2 separate regions of the Sus scrofa genome follow, and region 1 is linked to region 2. A link is a contact called in public HiChIP or PLAC-seq data. All regions are on one chromosome and are shown on one strand. Each heading gives the region's core, a stretch centred on a gene start, on an enhancer-like site or on the middle of the called end of the contact. The rest is flanking DNA. Distances are from core to core; before and after follow the strand shown. Region 1 has its middle 340 kb from the start of KLF6. Region 2 has its middle 180 kb from the start of AKR1E2.

The links. HiChIP or PLAC-seq counts read pairs in DNA pulled down with a chosen protein or histone mark.
Region 1: an H3K27ac HiChIP or PLAC-seq map of skeletal muscle shows a contact between it and region 2, with 4 times the contacts expected there. The contact joins two enhancer-like sites. A contact is called at or near these places in 1 of 47 Hi-C or Micro-C datasets (embryonic fibroblasts) and 2 of 2 datasets of contacts at active chromatin or transcription factors (alveolar macrophages and skeletal muscle).

What each region holds. Positions count from the first base shown.
Region 1 is chr10:66,145,107-66,149,608 of Sscrofa11.1, reverse strand. No RefSeq gene overlaps it. Among named protein-coding and RNA genes, the nearest start is that of KLF6, 340 kb to the left of the region's middle. Within about 2 kb of position 2,863, at least 13 of the 83 cell types and tissues checked have an H3K27ac peak or open chromatin away from gene starts, as enhancers often do. A contact at or near this core is called in skeletal muscle, where this site is marked.
Region 2 is chr10:65,866,659-65,871,348 of Sscrofa11.1, reverse strand. It overlaps the pseudogene LOC110255606. Among named protein-coding and RNA genes, the nearest start is that of AKR1E2, 180 kb to the right of the region's middle. Within about 2 kb of position 2,103, at least 14 of the 83 cell types and tissues checked have an H3K27ac peak or open chromatin away from gene starts, as enhancers often do. A contact at or near this core is called in skeletal muscle, where this site is marked.

The DNA of each region.
Region 1 (4,502 bases), core at 1,614-4,113, 280 kb before region 2:
TCTTTCCAGTGGGTGGACAGCATCCCAGCTGCCCCAAGGTCAGGAAGCCCGTGTGTGCGGCTGAATCTCGCCACTGTCGCCTGCGTGAGCAGTGTCACCCCATCTGCTCCACGTCATCAGCCACAGGGACTCTGCCAACTTGGCCTCGGTGAGCCAGCAACACGTCCCCAGAGCACCTGTTTTCCCTGTGCTGACAGCCTGTCATGTCAAATGCTGTCAACTTCGGGAACCATCACGAATCAGGAACAAAAACACCAGTCGTAAGTACAACAACGATAAACAGTTTGCATCATCAGCTAGGAGGCTGCCCAGAGATCCAAGGAGACTTTACTCTCCGGGGGTCGTTATATAACGAAGCTGCTGCGCTAGCAAATCAGAAGTCATGTCCATCTTCAAGCGAAGCACGTGGTCTAAGAAGTTTTAAACAAAAACCTTTATTTTATTTAGTAAAGACCTTTAACCTTCGCAAAGCCTGTATGAAAAATGACAGTCGTAAACAGGTGCCTTCCGCAGGGTGAACCAAGTGATGCAGAGACTCTCAATGTTCTCAGAGACGAAGGAAGGGACGGAAGAAGGTGGAGGCTTTTACAGCATCCATGAGCTTCAAAGACAGTCTGAGTGAGCTCCACCAATGTGGATGGTTTCCACGCCCAGAGAGGTGGTTAAATTGATTCCCCAGACTTAAATATTTGCTGACTATGAAACTGAGGCGCACATCAATATCTGCTGAGCACGTCCTAGGATCTGAGATTATCCGTCTCTAGACATCTGCACATAGAGTAGACTCACTGGCCTCAAAAGACGAAGCTGGAAAATACACGTAGTTTTGTCATGGTGGTTGCAAATTTAAGTGGGAAAAAGAATATATATATATATGTGTGTGTGAGTGGGTCACTTTGCTGCACAGTAGAAATGGACAGAACTCTGTAAACCAAGGATAATAGAAAAAATAAAAACCATTAAAAAGAAAAAGCAATAGAATTGAATCTGTTTTAATTGTAAAATCAGAAGCAATTGTTCTAACCTCAGATTACAATTTTACTCCATAGAAAAGAGCACTGCATTTAAGAGAGAATTTTCTTTTTTCTTTTTCTTTCTTTCTTTCTTTCTTTTTTTTTTTTTTTTGTCTTTTGTCTTCTTCTAGGGCCGCACCCGCAGCATGTGGAGGTTCCCAGGCTAGGGGTCTAATCAGAGCTGTAGCCGCCAGCCTACGCCCACAGCTCACAGCAACGCAGGATCCAAGCCACGTCTGCCACCTACACCACAGCTCACGGCAAGGCCAGATCCTTAACCAGCTGAGGGAGGCCAGGGATCAAACCCGCAACCTCATGGTTCCTAGTCAATTCGTTAACCACTCAGCCACGACAGGAACTCCTAAGAGAGAATTTTCATGTGCTGTGATATGTCGTTGGCAGGCAATAGGAGCAAAATAAGTCATTTCAAATTTCTATTTAAATATATTTACATATTTCTAAAATGTTATATGTAAAAATATTTAACAAAGAAAATAGAATTTAAAGAAAACTTTGAATATTATTTAAGAAAAAATTGACTTAAAAAAGCATTTTCAAGAAAGCATGTAATACAATGCATTTGATTACAAAGCACTGTTATTTGTCCATTCAGAGCAAAGCTTAAGGTTTTTACCAAGAAACGATTATTGTCGAAAGTACAGAAAACCTACACTTGCCTCTCCAATTTTAGTATTTCAGGACTTCTTAATTCGTTTGTTCTAGACTTTAAAAAATCAGGTTAAAATTCTGAAGGGTTCTGGCAGGGCTCGATTCTGGGCAATCATTATTCACCAAGTTTATTTTAAAACTACTCATGCATGGCCTTTTTTAACGTTTACAATTGGTATGTGGATACATACAGATGCAAATACTTTACTTTGTGGCAAACTTCTGATTTGGTGATGAATGAAACAGCCCGTACTGGGCGAGGGAGCTCTGTTTCCTGTCTACCCAGTGCCGGGTTAGCGGGTCTGTTAGGGCACGGAATCCCCGCCGGACTCTATCTGGTTGGTCACAGAGGACATCAAAGCTCAGAGACAGTCAGGAGAGTTCCCAGTGCAGGACTGGTCCCTGGGGTGCCCTCTCTCCCCAGTGCTGCTTCGTTCCGGACCTAACCCCGAGGAGGGGTTTCTTGGTGCCTCCAGACGTCGCCCAGGAGACGGCTTTAAAGGAGAGGCCTCTGCAGGTGGCAGCGGTGGGGCCCGGGGCCTTCCTTAAGTGGATGTCAGATTACACCTGTCCCTCGGTTTTCACATTCGAAGAAAGGTACAGGCAGGGCTACATCTCTGCGCATAAGATAAGGTGAAATTTTCCAGCCATCTGAGGTGGATTTCAAAAGGTCTTTGGCGGTGTTATTTAAACAGTGATAAAATGCTAACTACCTCTGAGCCTCAGTTTGAACTGCCACGTGAGAATAACGTCAGGCTTTCAGGGTCACTGCTGGAAGTTGTAAAATCCTGCGTCGGATGGGTATTGGATCCTATGTGGGCATTTGCCGTGCTCTTTCCCAGGTATCTAATGATAAGTAAATTATATTAGCCCTCCCCTCGTGGAGGTAGAATTTGGGTGAGTTAAAAATTATAATGTATTTAAGAAAGGATTGATCCAAAACAAACAACCAAATAAATATGTAATTGCAAATCCGATTACTGAAATAAAGAAAAATGACAAGATGCCACAGTGGAGAAACGCACCGTTCCGCTTCTCTGAATATGTGACATTTGAACTGAGGGCTGAGGACTAAAAGAATAAAAATGGATGAAGGCGAAAGGCTGAAAGGCTGAGATGATGCCAGGCAAGCAAACGGGAGCATTGCCCAGACCAAAGCCCCGTGACGGGAAGAGCACATGATGCTGGGTGTGACTCGGAGCGGAGCGGGGAGGGGACACGCAGGCGGGCAAGCTGGGTCCGGTCCTGGGGCTGGAGAATGTGGCCAAGGTTGTAGTCCTTAGCTTCAGGGAACTGAGGGAGCTCTGGGGGAAAGTGACCAGAATTGGGGTTTTGAGGGGTAACTCTGGCTCTCCCAGTAGGGGCTGTGAGCGCTCATCTTCAGAGCTCCCTACAGGCTGTTCCAAGAAGATACTCAAACCCAGCTGCAGCTCTGGGAAACGCGGCTTGTCTTGGTTCTTTGAGAATCTGAACCCTCTCATTGGTTTTGTTCTCACATTCGTAAACTTGAGTTGATCCTGTGTATATCTAAAGATTTCACTCTGACTCATCATCACATTTCTTCTTGTTTTAGGCTACTTGTTGAGAGATTTCCTTCTTTATTTCTGAAGCATAATAATGGTTGGAAACACTTCTACTGAGTGTTTGTAACCTTAGCAGTTGTGTTTGTAATTTTCCAAACTATTTGCTCATGTTCAGAGCGATCGTTTCAGGCATAAAATATTTACCGCATTATCCTCATCTTGATTTATTAGTTCTGTTACATTTTCTGCTCCTTGTATTTGCTTCATTCTCTCCAGATCATTCTTCTACTGGTGCGTCTTGTCCTTCTCTTGGGATACAGCAGTTTTCCTCAAACATCCATACTATTTACCCATCTTGGTGAATCATGGATTCTTGGCTTTTCTACTCTTTTTTTTTTTTTTTTTTTTTAAGAAAAAAGGACCAGGAGTCAGACGGTAGGCAGATGAAGGGACTTCTTCCACAGGTGCGCGATGGGGACCCTCTGGCTGCCTCTCCCGACCCACACCCTGACCGCGGAGCAGGTGTTGGGCAGCTACCTTCACAGGGGGCGTGGGTGCAGAGGTGGCTGCGGGGGTGGCGGGGCCCCCTCCCTCCACACTGTGGAAATGAAGAGGGTGTGTGCTGGGCGCACACGCCCAGGCCAGGATAACTGCCTTCTCCCCGGCTTGCCACATGGCACTCCCTTTGGCTCCGGAGGGCATTTTTAGACAGCGTGTGCTGACATTTGTTCGGACTTCTGCATCCTTCTCCAGGCTCTGTTCTCCCCCAAACTCCTGCTCTGGTTCATCCATGAATGCCTTCCCATCCTCCTGTGATGCCCTGGATATCTGCCACCATCTCTGGCGGGCTGACACCCCCTCATGGGATTCTTATAATTTTAATGATCACATCAAAGAGATTTTTTTTTTAAGGGAGAGAAGGTAAACCGGTGTGAGAGCGTTTGCTCTACTGTTTGCAAATGTTCACCAGAATCTTCTAAAGTATCCATTTTACGCAGCAAGAAACTAGCGTGGTTTCCTGACTTCCCAGGAATATCAAATGTGCTCCATCAGTCAGTCCCCAGAGAAACAGAATTCATAGGGCAAATATAAATATAGATTTATTATGAGGGATCAGCCCATGTGCTTACGGAGGCTGAGAACACATTTGATCTACAGCCTACAAGGTGGAGGCTCAGGGAAGCTGGTGATGCAGCTCCAGACCAAAGCTGAGGGCTTGAGAAGCGGGGCAGCCCTGGAGTAAGTCCAGTCCAAGGGCAGACGAGGCCCTCAGCCCAGGGCAAGGAGCCAGGCACGA
Region 2 (4,690 bases), core at 854-3,353:
TTGGATCCTGCATTGCTGTGGCTGTGGTGTGGGCCGGCGGCTACAGCTCCAATTGGACCCGTAGCCTGGAACCCTCCATATGCTGCGGGTGTGGCCCTAAAAAGACAAAAATAAAAAAATAAATTAAATTTTAAAAAATTTCTGGTACATAGCAAAGTGATTCGGTTATACACGTATATATGTATATATATTCTTTTTCATGTTCCTCTCCATTATAGTTTATCACAGGCTATTGACTATAGTTCCCTGCGTCTCACAGTAGGACCTTGTATTTATCCATCCTATAGATAATAGTTGGCATCTGCCAGCCCCAAACTCCGAAAATATCCTTCTCCCACCACCCTTCCCCATGGCAACCGCAAGTCTCTTCTCTATGTCTGTGAGTCTGTTTCCAAAACCGTGATTTTAATCTCACCAAACCTGTGTCTCCATTTGGACCTCCCAACCTCACGAAGGAAACCGCAGTCATTAAGGTGCCAGAAACTCTCCCTCCTATTTCCATAGCAACACGATCAACAGCAAGTGCAATGGTACAAACATTCTGGAAACAGTTCGATAGGGTCTTAAAAAAATACGTATGTGCCTACCATGAAAACTTGCTATTGCACCGCTAGACACTGATGGCAGAGAAACGAAAACGTAGGTTCACACAAGAGCATCTGCACAAATATTTACAGACACTTTACTCATAATAGCCAAAAAATGGAAGCAAAGCAGATAGCCTTCGATGCGTGAGGGGTGAAACTATGGCACATGCGTACCATAGAAGACGGTCAATTAAAAAACAGGACTGCTAGGTGTGACACGGTGGACCAATCTTTGTTTAAATTATGCTGAATGAGGAAAAAAGCCACCCCCCAAGTTATATTCTATACGATCCCACTTATACAACACTGTTGAAATGGCAAAAGTATAGAAGTAGAACCCACGGGGGGAGAGGCAGGAAGTGGTGGGGTGGAGACAGCCTGCTGCTCGACCGCATCAGTGGAGACACCCTCACGCTGATATTTTGCTCTAAGTTCACCCTTAGGTTATCACGCTGGGAGGGGAATGGTACACGGAGCCCAGGTTCTCTTTTTATTATGTCTCACGACTGAGTGTGAGGCTGGTCATTTCAAAATGAAAATAATTTTTTTTTTTTTTTTGTCTTTTTGCTATTTCTTTGGGCCACTTCTGCGGCATATGGAGGTTCCCAGGCTGGGGGTCGAATCGGAGCTGTAGCCACCGACCTACGCCAGAGCCACAGCAACGCGGGATCCGAGCCGCGTCTGCAACCTACACCACAGCTCACGGCAACGCCGGATTGTTAACCCACTGAGCAAGGGCAGGGACCGAACCCGCAACCTCATGGTTCCTAGTTGGATTCGTTAACCACTGCGCCATGACGGGAACTCCCGAAAATAATTTTTTTAAATTTAATTCAAAATAAATAAAAATAATAAAGAATAAATAAAATCGATTTTTGTCAAACTACCTTGGAGGAACCATCCGAAAGACAACCAAAATATACAATAAATAAGCTCCAACTCTGTCAGGCGAAGACCAGGGCTTATTTGAAGTCTGTCTTCAGAACCCAAAATGCAAAATTGGCAGCTCTCCTGGTCAGAAGATGAAACTAGTTGTGCCAGAACTGTTAACAATGAAGTTCCCCTCTTCAAAAACAACCCTTTCAATGCTCTTGCAAATAGGTTGAGTTTGCAAACAATTATTTTGTGTTATCACCTAGACCTTAACCACACAGATGGTGCCCCACCTACCAGGGGGTAAGGGCAGAGCTTCATTGTGCAGATTAGCTCAATGCCTCAGCTTGGGTGGGCCTCGTGCAGCTTTCGTCAACACAGTTTCCTCACGGTTGATAAGAAGACAGTGCCAGGGGCTATAAAAGCAGCTGCTGTGTTATAACAGCCCCGAGAGAGATGGACACGGCAAGAGCTTCCTATTGTGGGGAAAGCCCTGGACTGCATTGCTGCAAATGGAGAAAGTGCTGGAGTGCAATTACACATTTGCGATGCAGCTTGGAATTCCAGAGCCACAGAGGGCTGCCCTGTTTACGGTGCCATGCCTGCCAAATGTGACTCTGTGTTTGACCTTGGAACTGGCTGTCCTAACGCAGCCTGTGAGGCCCTCCTGGACACATAATGGTAGTATCTGAACTTGGAAATCTGAGCAGGCCAAGGAATCCTGGGATGCTGCAAACTACAAACTTATTCCTAAACCTGTTGCCTCTGACTCTAAATACTTTCCTTGGTGCCCCAAGGGTGAGAACATTTCAACAGCCACCTGTCCTCTCCAGTTACATTTTAACATTGGATATGAGATTTGGCATTAAGCCGGCTCTATCTTGCACATGTATGATGTACCTTCAAAAGCAGAAGTATGGCAGGTTTCTTGGCAGCTATTTTTGGATGGAATATTTCCAGCAAAGACAATAACTTACTGAGCAGTTGTTCTAAGGATATAAACTTAGAACAGATTACAGATGTCCAGGTTTAAGAAATAAAACAATCATTGATTCCAAACAGCATGAGGAAGAACCACTCAGAGGAAGAAATTTGCACCTGGAAATGAAAAACCACCAGCAAAAAAAAAAAAAAAAAAAAAAAAAAAAAAAAAAAAAAAAAAAAACCTTAAAAATTAAAGGACACATGGACTGACTTCAGAGTAAGAGGTGACAAGAGTGACAGATTTGGCCCCACTCCTGCCCCATGGAGTCACCACCAAAAACTGCCTTGCCTCCCAGTCACCTTCTGGAGACCCCGAGACCCACAAACAGACCCAGAACCTGAAAAAAGAAGCTGTAGGCAATCAAACAGCTGAAAGAACAAACTGCACCTGGAAAACAGCTAGAAAAACATCAATGGGACAAAATGCAGCAAGAAAGAGCCTTTCTCCGGGAGCTGAGAACCTGGAATTGGAAATTAAAAATTCACAGAAAGCAAGTTAGTTACCAGAAATCAGTGCAGCACATCTTCTACTAACCCCCCCACCCCCGGCATCTATGGACCAGCCATCCTTAATGGTCATCTATAACTTTAACAATTTAGTCAAGATTTTTGCAGAAAATAGGGCAAGGAGCCCCAAATACCTGAGAATAAATCTACCAAGTAATGTGCAAGAACTGTACCCTGAAAGGTATAAAATAAATCGCCGAGGGAAATTAAAGAAAGCCGAACGTATATCCAGTTCCTGGATGTGAAGCCTCAATATTCCAGAGGTTGATTCCCCCAAAACATGATACTTGACAGGGTGTATCGGAAATTTATACTGAAATACAACGCTCGACCAGCCAAAGTGATGTTTTAGAAACAGAACAAAGGCAGGGGATTCACCCCACACGATTTTAGGAGTTATTCCAAACCCAAAGTAAACAAGACTATATGGCCATTTTGGTGAAAGAATAGATCCATGGAACTTAAGATCTTCTTCTTTTGTGAGCCTGGAAAATCGTTTTCCGACTTTGGCTGCATTGCTCCTTGGGGACAGATAACACTCTGTCACGGGGACTGTCACAAAGTGCAAAGTGGTCTGTGACACCCCTGCCTCCAGCCTCTAGATGCCTCCAGCCTCTAGATGCCAGTAGCATCCTTGAGCTGTGGCAACCAAAAATGTCCAGACAGTCTCAAGCATTCCCTGAGAGGCAAGAGCGTGCCTTTAGTTCAGAGCTTGAGGTTTAGAAATTGACCTTCACATGTACAGCAAATGACAGAGACCAGACAATTCAATGAGAAGTGGAAAGTCATTTCAACAAATGGTATCATCTCATTAGACCCATATCCTTTCCTCGTACCATGTGCTAACACACTTAAAATGGATCCTAGGCAACAATATAAAACCTAAAACTAAAATACCTAGTACAAAATGTTAAAAAATATTTATATAAATTCTTTATGATCTTGGGCAGGTGTACACACACACACACACACACCCCATGAATCTTAAAAGAAAAAAAAAACAGTTGATAGGTTGGACTCATTAAAATTAAAACCATTTTTCTTCCAAAGAATTAAGAAAATCACACACAAGAAAATCAAAGGGCAGTGCACACCATGAGAAAAAAAATATTTGCGATACATATGCCAGACACAGAGTGCGTTAAAAAAATTCTTACAGCTCAATAATAGGGAAAAGATGATCCAAATGAAATAGGCAAAAGATTGAACAGAGCCTTCACGAAATAAGACACGTAAATTCCACCTCCTTCTAAAAAAGAAAAAAAAAAAAGATACACAAAAGATGCTCACTATCCTTAGCCAGCAGGAAATGCACATTCAAACCAAATCAGATACGACTGCACACCTTCTGGGGCGCCTGGAAAGACTCGCCTGAGGATACGGAATCCCTGACATCACACACACAGGGCTGAGAGCCTGACAACTGCTTTGGAAACAGGTGGACATGTTTTCAACATGTTTAAAGAACATGTTTCAGCTAAGAAGCACCCCTCTCCTCCTAAGTATTTACCCAAGAGAGAATGACGTGTGTGTTCATGCAACACTTCCCATGCATGTTCCTAGCAGCTTTATTTGAAATAGCCGAACACTGGAGATAGCACAGGCAAACAGCGTACTTTTCCAATTGAAAGCTACTCAGCAATAAAAAGCAACGACCTCCTAATACACGCAACAACGTGGACGGATCTAGAATAACCATTCTGAGTGGAGGGAGACAGACAAAATCTCAGGGCTGCTCT